3 separate regions of the Mus musculus genome follow, and regions 1 and 3 are each linked to region 2. A link is a contact called in public HiChIP or PLAC-seq data. All regions are on one chromosome and are shown on one strand. The core of a region is the stretch at or near the end of the contact, and the rest is flanking DNA. Distances in the headings are between cores, read along the strand shown. Region 1 has its middle 12 kb from the start of Gm46735. Region 2 overlaps Dab2ip (disabled 2 interacting protein). Region 3 overlaps Gm39795 (a long non-coding RNA gene).

The links. HiChIP or PLAC-seq counts read pairs in DNA pulled down with a chosen protein or histone mark.
Region 1: a contact with region 2 is called in a FOXA1 HiChIP or PLAC-seq map of pancreatic cancer cells. The contact joins two enhancer-like sites. A contact is called at or near these places in 1 of 484 Hi-C or Micro-C datasets (the N1E-115 cell line) and 1 of 115 datasets of contacts at active chromatin or transcription factors (pancreatic cancer cells).
Region 3: an HNF4G HiChIP or PLAC-seq map of pancreatic cancer cells shows a contact between it and region 2. The contact joins two enhancer-like sites. A contact is called at or near these places in 1 of 39 promoter capture datasets (pre-B cells), 1 of 484 Hi-C or Micro-C datasets (cortical neurons) and 1 of 115 datasets of contacts at active chromatin or transcription factors (pancreatic cancer cells).

What each region holds. Positions count from the first base shown.
Region 1 is chr2:36,201,995-36,205,102 of GRCm38.p6, forward strand. No RefSeq gene overlaps it. Among named protein-coding and RNA genes, the nearest start is that of Gm46735, 12 kb to the left of the region's middle. Within about 2 kb of position 1,262, at least 85 of the 459 cell types and tissues checked have an H3K27ac peak or open chromatin away from gene starts, as enhancers often do. A contact at or near this core is called in pancreatic cancer cells, where this site is marked.
Region 2 is chr2:35,713,361-35,716,266 of GRCm38.p6, forward strand. It overlaps Dab2ip (disabled 2 interacting protein), which reads left to right. Exons shown (of 16, transcript NM_001114124.2): 9 at 1,909-2,145. Among named protein-coding and RNA genes, the nearest start is that of Dab2ip, 93 kb to the left of the region's middle. Within about 2 kb of position 1,476, at least 69 of the 459 cell types and tissues checked have an H3K27ac peak or open chromatin away from gene starts, as enhancers often do. A contact at or near this core is called in pancreatic cancer cells, where this site is marked.
Region 3 is chr2:35,268,841-35,272,080 of GRCm38.p6, forward strand. All of the region lies in intron 2 of Gm39795 (a long non-coding RNA gene), which reads right to left. It also overlaps a transcript of Gsn not described here. Among named protein-coding and RNA genes, the nearest start is that of Gm39795, 3.2 kb to the right of the region's middle. Within about 2 kb of position 1,346, at least 123 of the 459 cell types and tissues checked have an H3K27ac peak or open chromatin away from gene starts, as enhancers often do. A contact at or near this core is called in pancreatic cancer cells, where this site is marked.

The DNA of each region.
Region 1 (3,108 bases), core at 12-2,511, 490 kb after region 2:
TTCAGGGACTTTGCAAAGTCTGCTCCTTCTACCCAGAATGCTCCAGACTGAAGTGACCACTGCCGCATGGTAGCCTTCCCTAGTTTTTAGTAGCCTTCCCTAGCTGAGTTAGTGAGACAGAAAGAGAAATCCCAGAGATTAGCACGCAAAAGGCGACATGGAGAGGTTGGGAGCCCTTAGTTTAAGAGAGCATTGTTAGCCAAGGGAGCAGCTCTGTAAAGCCCTAGTCGCCTGCACTTGGGAGGGGCGGGTACTTTGTAAATGACTCATAACTGAGGTCCTGCCTCACTTCTTTCTTGCCTCCGTGGAGCCAGATCACAACGGAGGAAAGGTTTCAGCAGCCTGGTTCCAGCAGCCTCTCGGCTCTAATAAACCATCGCCTTTCCTGTAACCATCCATGTCCCCGTACAGTTCATTGTAAAGGGGCATCGGAACCTGAGAAACCCAGCGCCTCATCTCCAGACTCAGATCCCGATCCGTTCTATCAGTGTCCACTGACAGCTGTCCTATGCCCCTGGACCTTCCGCCTCACCACAACGACCGATCTGATTGTGTGTAGCCTTTAGTTTTCCTTCTGCCCAGACCTTGAGTGCTGAGATGGCAGGAACCTTCTTAATCCCCCACAGCCTGCTCAGTGCCACGAAGGAAGCCTCACACATTGTCCATTTGGCAAGGACCTGCTGAATGAACAAATGGATTTAACAGTATTTGTCAGCTGCATAGGGTGGGTTTATCATTCATCAAACGCGTCTGCGTCTTGGTCCATGCTTGTTGAGTATCCTCTGAGGCTGCCTCCACAGGTTCCAGAGGTGAACCAGTCACCATACGGCTGCTGATCTCTCAGCCTGAAAGAAGAGACTGACATCCCCCAGGTAAAATCATAAGATAACGCCAAGTACAGGAAGACAAAGCCGACGCTAGAGTGGAGAGGGATGTCAGAGAACATCTCTCCCAGGTGACATCTCAGAGGGATGAGTCCTGGCTTCTGAGACACGACTCTCCCCTGCTTGTGGTTGGTTGGACCCAAGGAGCATCCAGGTGTGGCGAACCCGGATTCTCAAACCCTTCCCGTTGGAGCAAAGACTCAGGAGGGGGCCTTCTGTGCGGTGGGTGGGTGCGTGAGGCGGCGCGGAAACCTCAAGCTGCTCTTCGTAGCAGCTGTGACTGGGTTCTTTCTGCGTGGTGAGAGGCGGGTTGCTTTGTGCACCGAGGCCTCAGCTGATTGTGGCCAGGCGCTTGGCACCCACAGACCGCGACCGCCAGGGTTTACCGAGCACCCCCGGCGCCCGGGCGGGCCGTGCGCAGCGCGCCAGCCCAATCTCGCCTCCTATATTCAGAGTTGATTAGACGCTATTTCTGCCTGGATTTTTCAGAAGGCTCAAGAGCTTTTTTAATCACTACAGTGGCTCATTACGCTTTTGCAGTGACACTCATGTCCTTCAGTTCTCTTCTCAGATTAGATTCTATAGTCAGATGAATATTGGATGATTTCATTACATACAAATGCAATCAACAGTTTTGCATAAATTTCTTCTCTTTTCTTGAGTTTCAATTGACCCCAGCACCCGTGGTGGCAGGCGCGATCCACATGCAAATGAGCTGGGTTTGCAGCGGAGGGGAGGGGCTGAGAGGAGGCGGGCACTAGCTCCAGCCGGGGGAGGCGGCAGCCTTGATTGCTCAGGCTTTGGGAGAGGGGCTTCGAGGAGCCAGGGGTGGTGTGCGGTGGAGGGGGCTTGTGTCTAGCCTTACGCTGGCCCAGGACTCCCAGTCTGTTCTCCAGGTGATCCGAAGCATAGGCATGCAGACTATCTGGGCTCAAAATGGACAGTGGAGCCCCTGACCTGGGCACCTGGGCTCACGGCAGGATGCTAGAAGTGACTCGGTGGAGGTTCTTTTTAACAACATGTGTTTTACTGTTTTAGCAACTAGCTGGTGGGTCTCCCTGAGCATTCCTGCTACGTGGTGGCTCTGACCAGATGAGAGCCCACGGTGCTGTTGTTATTATCATTATAGCATCATTATTCCTTGTGGGAGCTTATGCTGTGGTTCTGAGAGCAATCAGCAAACGGTGAAAGCCAGCCTAAGGCACTTGGCAGAGTTGAAACCTGTCTCATAGTTGTTCTCCCCGTCTCTTTCTCGATTTCTCCAGCTCTTTTGTGATGAAGGAAGACTCTTAAGGAGTTGAGCCTCTCGAGACTCCTACAGACTCTTACAGATGTTTGGCAACTCTGTTTCCCTCGGACTGGCCAGCTCTTTCAATGCAGAGCTCATTTCTGATTCACAGGATCCCTTGATGAATGGAGGCATTCTGCACCCTGCCCCAGAAGCACCTGTCTGTCTGCACCTGGGCTCTGAGTCTCTCAGCCCATCTCTCCTTGCTCTCCTGCCTGTGATAGCCCTGAGGTCAGCAGGTAGCAAGCCGGACATGGGAGCTGAAATCACCTTCCCTAGAGCTAAACAGAGTCTCTAAGACTGACTTGAGTTTCTCATCAGAGTTTGCCTCCAGGTGTTCCTAGTGGCCATGATGAATCCTAGATCTGGGTGAAATCAGCACCATGATGGAGGCCACAGGGGGTGGAGATGAAAGGGGACCTAGCTGTACAGTTTAACCTGCCACAGAGACAGCAAGCTTCTGGTATCCCAGAATGCAGGCCTGGATGTGTCCCACCTCACTTCCTTCTGGCAAGGTCTTTAGAAAATCTCCTACTGTGAATGCAGAGTATCTGGGACCTAGAGATAGATGTGCAAATGCACACATCGTGGGGAGCCTGGCAGGGATGCACCTGATGTTATCTTCACCCTGGACACAATGGGGCCCTGAAGTAGACACAGTGACTGCCATCCATGAAGCATGATTGGGTCATTATCTGTGCTGCACAGCCTGGCTCAGGCCCGTTCCGTCCCTTCCCTAAGTCCCTAGACTGGGTATGTGGACACTCAGGAATCTGTATTTAAACCAGTAGAGCCACGGAGATCCAGAGATGGGAAGGGCTAGCAAAAAAAGTCACACAGCATTGAAGCCAGAATCTTCTGCTGTGGTCTGGAGGGTCTTCTCTGTTCTGGCTGCACATTTCTTCCTCTGTTTGTTTGTTTGTTTGTTTGTTTATC
Region 2 (2,906 bases), core at 226-2,725:
CCAGCATCTGATTCCACTGGGTTGTTGGACGGCCAGGTTCCTGTCACGCCCCTTTTTGAGTTCTTAAATATAGGAAAGCACTCAAGAATACCTGTAAGGTGTGTGTGTGTGTGTGTGTGTGTGTGTGTGTGTGTGTGTGTGAGAGAGAGAGAGAGAGAGAGAGAGAGAGAGAGAGAGAGAGAGAGTGTAAAACCTGGAAATGGCTGTTTCTCTACCTACAACTGGTGAGCACCCTGCACACGCAGAGGCGAATGTCAGTGCGCCGGTGCAACATGGAGCTAGAGCCCTGGTGTCCTGGCACTGCTCCAGTGGCTCCTCATCTGCCTGTCCCTGACGATTATTACCCTTGTATCAACTGAGGGAGCACTAGCTAGTCCTCTGACTGAAACAGAGCAGAGAAGAAAGGGGTAGTATTACAGTAGAAATGAGTTACTTGTTTGGGGCTACAAATGGGGCTGGAATTCGTTCCTGGGAAGCTTCTCTTAAGGCCGGTTTCCTAGGCACCTGCTGCATTTATGACGCCTTGCTGGCCTGGTGCTAACCCTGGTTGTGCTTAGCACACATGGGACTGACCTTGTAGGCCTTGCTGCCAGCCACAGTGCTGAGTTTGTATCCACATGAGAGAAGCTACTTAGGTGCCTGTACCATCATCTCAGCTCAGAGCTATGCTCGTCCTGCCCAAGCCACTCCAAAGCCATATCTCCACATTTGTCTGGTTCTTTCTCCCGTGTCGTCTCCTTTGATCTTACATAGTCTGGCCCTACATGTAACCTAATCGTCCATACCCTTGCAGTCAGAAGCACTAGCTCAGAGGTGCCACAGGAAGTGCTTGCCTTTCCCAACAGATAGGCAAAGGCAGGCCTCCTGGGTAAACCGTGACCTTAGGAAGGGGTCAGTGTGGCCAGTGCTTGTGGTAGTGCCCACTTGTCCTGGTCCCTCAGCTTGTTTTGCATGCGATGCTTCTCTGGGGTAAGGGGACAATTGTAGAGCCTTGAGCACCCTCGGAACACACTGTCATCTCCCCACTAAGCTGCATTCTCAACCTTTGCTCTCCATTCCATTGGAAGACCTTCTGTGATAGGAGTCTCTTCTTTCTGTCATCTAGAAGAGACTTCTCTTCTGGACAAGACCATCAGTAGACATCACCTGGCAGTAGACTGCCTACCCCCATTTCACTAGGCAGCCTTGCTGACTCTGCCTCATTTATTGCCCCACGTCCTGTCTGCTGGGCTCAGGACAGAGTCGGTAGTAGACTAGGTCCAAGGAGCACTGGGGTCTGGTATGCCCTGGGGTGAAAAGGTAGGAAACTCACCTAAAGTGGGTATTCAATGGAGCCAAGAACTCTGTGCTAGTGCCTTCTTAACTGTCACCCCAGGAAAGTTTGTTTCTCTCCCCAGCTAGTTCATGACAGACTGTGTTCTCGCTAGCTGGGGAGACTCCCTGTCCAGTCATCATGAGCTCTGTGGGAAACCCAGATTCCTATGACATCATTCAGGCAGAGGGATGAGTCTTGATAGCCAGAAATAGGAGCCCAAGGAACAGCGATCTGCCTGCCCTGTGGCTTTCTTCATGCCTCTAGACCCAGAAGCCTATTGTTGGAGCAGAAAGAGGTGCTCCCCTTGGGAGGACGAGCGCGATTGTAGTGGCATTCTTGCTATTTATATTGGCATGGAGCCAGTTCCACCCGCCTCCACGCTCAGCACACTTGGACCCTTCACTGAGAGTCTACCCTGTCTGCTGAGCAGCCTCTCTGCCCACCCTGGCTGGCTGTTTCCTTAAATGTCTGAGATTTCGTGGCTGCAGAGCCCTGAGCTCATTCCACCATCAACATAGAGCTGTGGTTGGAACTCAGGGTTCCATGTGACTCAAACAGATCTGACCCCCAGGCCCATCTTTGTTCCTATGCAGCGTCTTCCCACGGGAGCTTAAGGAGGTGTTCGCCTCATGGCGGCAGGAGTGTAGCAGCCGAGGCCGGCCAGATATCAGTGAACGGCTCATCAGCGCCTCCCTCTTCCTTCGCTTCCTGTGCCCTGCCATCATGTCACCCTCGCTCTTCAACCTGCTTCAGGAGTATCCTGACGACCGCACGGCTCGCACCCTCACGCTCATTGCCAAAGTCACCCAGAACCTGGCCAACTTTGCCAAGTGAGTGTTGTGTCCCATGGGATTGAAGTACACAGGGACAGAAACTTGGTGCATGTGTGACCTTGGCCTGGACTAGTGAAGTAGGCCTTGGTTTTGTTTCTGTCCCCCTTAGTCTCTCCCCCGCCACTTACCTCAGAATAAACCCTCCCCCACAGCCACCCTCCCAGTGGTGCAGTGCCGTTTGGTATGCTTCTTTGGGTTTCAGAGGTGGGAAGAGAAGATATTTTTTCCTTCTGCTTTTTTGAATTAACATATTATCATAATATGCCATAAGGATTCTCGTATGTCTTTTAGCACCAAGCTCCACTTTGCAATGAATGGCTGATTTCCTGAGTAGCTGGGCACTTGGGTTAATGCTGCCAAAATGATTGCCTGTAAAGCACTTCTGGTGGTTTTGTAGAAGTTTTGTTTGTTTGTTTGTTTGTTTGTTTAAGATTTAATCATTTTATGTGTGAGTTTTTGCCTGCATGTCTGTCTGTATAACACATGAGTGCTTGGTGCCCACAGAGGTCAGAAGAGGGCATCAGACGCACAGAAAGTACATTAGGGATGGCTGTGAAGTACCATGTGGATGCTGGAAATTGAATCTGGGTCTTCTGCAAGAGCAGCAAGTGCTCTCAACCACTGAGCCATCTCTCTGAACCCCTTGGCTGCCATTATAGACAGAGTAGATTAAAGTGGCAGGGCTGGGTAGTCTTATAATTAATTCATAGTTGGATTGAGCCCTTGCCCAGGTCTGTCTGAGCTGGGCCCTGACTGTA
Region 3 (3,240 bases), core at 96-2,595, 440 kb before region 2:
GGTGTTGTTGCTTTAGGGTTTTCCTCATTGAAGTGCCCCAGTGCTTCCTCATGTGAGGCCTTATGTTGAGAAGTCCTGGGAAATGAGCGCTTTCCCAAGATCCTCTTGGTTCTTTGCCCCACCCTCCCTTTCCTAGGCAGCCCTTGCTGACTTCTGTACTGGAAAGAGAGGTGAGCTGTACCATCCTGCAAGAGCAGTGATACTTTAATCCATGAGGAGACAGTGGTGGCTGATACCCAGGGTGCATTTGCTGACTTCCAAGACGCCCAGGGAGCCAGTCAGCTTTTCATGCCCCTGAGATTAGCACTGGGCTGAGATGAGCATTATGTGCAAGGGGCTGGTCACCTGGAGGAGCCCAATGTGCCTGAGGACAAGTGAGTCATGGGTGGAGACTGAGTTGGGAGCGGCCGGAGGTGACAGGGATGTCTAGAGAGACCTTGAAAGTTAGTTTCAATTTTCTGGGTCACCGCATAGATGGCTGTCAAGGAGAGGAATAATTTGATTGATGGGATTGTAGAGCAGCCAATTGGTGGAAGGCAAAGGGGAGGGTGGGTCAGAGCAGGCAATGCTGAGAGCTGGTAGGAGAGAATGTGTGTTACCAGTGAAGCCCTGTCGCTTCCCTTCACTACACACGCGCACACACACACACACACACACACACACACATTGGCACACAGAGACATACACATATACACATTTATACAGATACATACATACATACATACATACATACATACATAAACATACACTCAGACACAGACACACACACAAAGTGGGGGAGCGAGATGGGGAGGGGAATAGCGAATAGCCAGGCTGGTCTTCTCTGTTCTTTGTTCTTGTTGGGTTCTGTCCCCACTGTCCAGCTAGGCTGACTTGAGTTAGATCTCTGCAGCTCTGGATTCAGGAGTGAGAGAGTCTGAGTCTGAGTCTGAGTCACTATCTCTCTAACCCGAAGGTGCCCCAGTCCCTCTCAGTTTGGCTTTCTGCACCCATGAACTAGGGCTGGATGGTGGCTGGGAAGAAGCCGAGAAGCCTGGTTTAAGTACATGGGACGGCTGGGGAGCCTTGGTTTTACCGTTGGTGAAGGCCCTGCCCAGGTCACAAGTTGCCCACTGGGGACTCCTCTGTGGCCACAAGTCTGTAATCTGAACCAGAAACAAGATGTTCCCAGCAGAGCTCACAGAGGCCACCAGGAAGATTTGGGGGTGGGGAAAGGAGGGTTGGAAATGCCTTTAGCACTGGTGTCTGGCCCAAGGCCAAGCATGGAGGAACTGGTCAGGACTTGTTCAACTCTTCATCCTGGGCTCTCAGCACTCAGGATGGCTAGGTTCTTAAAAATCCTAAACAACACAACAACAGAGGCTATGGATATAGCTCAGATAATAAGAATGCTTGCCTAGGGTAGGCTGGGCCCTGGGATTGGTTCCCAGGACTGAGATGATGATGATGATGATGAGGAGGAGGAGGTTGAGGACGATGATAAAACACAGTTTCCAAATTGATGGGGCAGGGCACAAAGAAGTAGGTGTGAAAAGCAGAGGGTGCCACAGGCAGACTAAGAGCATCCTGGCTGGAAGGGCCCAAAGGCTCACAACTGACCTCCCTAGTTCACAGTTTTGGAAACTGAGTCCCAGGCAGAAGCAATGGAAATAAGAAGCAGAAAAAAAGGAGCCTAGGCCCAGGTCCAGGATTCCCTCTAGGTAGGTGTGGCTCTTTGCTCCAACCCGCTGCCTCCAAGGAGCGTGAATAATGTTCGGTTAACTGTGGGGGAGAGGAGGCGGAGGCTGTTTGTACTCTGCTGCCTGTGGAGTCGGGGCTGGCGCAGCTATTTCAGCCCAAGCCACAGGGTCCTATTTATAGGCCTGTGTGATTAGCCTGGCCTATGTCAAAGGCCTTTTCCCTTCTGCCCTGCCCGGCCATGGCTGAGGACAGAAGCCCTAACAGGAATGGCAAGTAGCAGGGACTTGAGGGTGCTTTCTGCAGCATGCTCAGGCGGGGCAGGCAGGTTAGCCAGTTTAGCCAGCAAACTGTTCTCTGCCTGTTCTGATGCCCTCTTCTGGCCTCCAAGAGCAATGCATGCATGTGGCACAGCGATATTGGCCGGCAGAACTCATGCAAGTAAATAAAATCTTAAAAATAAATAAATAAACAAATAAATGCGATGTATTTTTATTTTATGTGTTTCACCTGCATCTCTTCATCGCTGTATGTGTGTCTGGTGCTGAGGAGACCCCAAGAGGACGTTGCATCCCCTGCAAATGGAGTTACATACAGATGATGGGTGTGAGTTGCCATTTAGTGCTGGGAACTGAACTCAGGTTCTCTGCAAGAGCAGCCAGTAGGTGCTTTGTAAGGGGGGGTGGGGAGGAAGAGGGAGAGACAGAGACAGAGACAGAGACAGAGAGGGGGAGAGAGACACACACAGAGTAACAGGCTTCAAAAAATCAAGTAGCCCTGAATTTAAACTCTGATTTGAGGTTCCCAATTGTGTGGTTGGTCTTCAGCTGAAGCTCTGTGAGCCCGTTTCCTTATCTACGAAGCTGGATGATGGCACCGTAAGTTTTAAATGGTGCTTATGAGGCTCATATCATGGAGCTGAGGAGATGGCTCAGAAGGTAAAGTGCTGGCCCCACACACCTGTTGGCTCCCTGGCATCTCTATAACCAGAGTCCAGGGGAGGGGAGAGGAGAGGGGAGGGGAGGGGAGGGGAGGGGAGGGGAGGAGAGAGAGGGAAGGCGAGGCAAGGCGAGGTGGGAAGGGAAAGCAGAGAGAAGATCACCTAGGGCTTCCTGCTTAGACTGTTAGAGCCAATATGTGAGCTCCCAGTTCAAGGAGTAAACATGCCCCCCCCCCCAAATTAAGATCTCTAGCCTCTACATGCACACACACACACACACACACACACACACAGAGTTCTTGTCATGATGCCCGCTGCATGCTGAGTATCTGTGTGCAGTAGAAGTCTTATTTGCAGGTGAGGAACTGAGGCTCCTTGTGTAGGGCTCTGCTCAAGTCAGGTCTGGGCAGTCCTGGCTTCCCACGCTGCCCCAATTCTCTCTCCTCCTCCTAGCCCTTGGGGCCTATCCTGTTCCTAAGAACAGGGGAGTTTTGTGTAAGGGATTGTTTTTCTTAAGAAGTTCCTTCTGTAGTGCCACATGATGACTCAGAACTCTGAGTCACAGCTGATGGCAGGAGCAGCCCGCCCTAGGAAGGAGGCAGAGGGAAAGGAGAGAAGAAAAC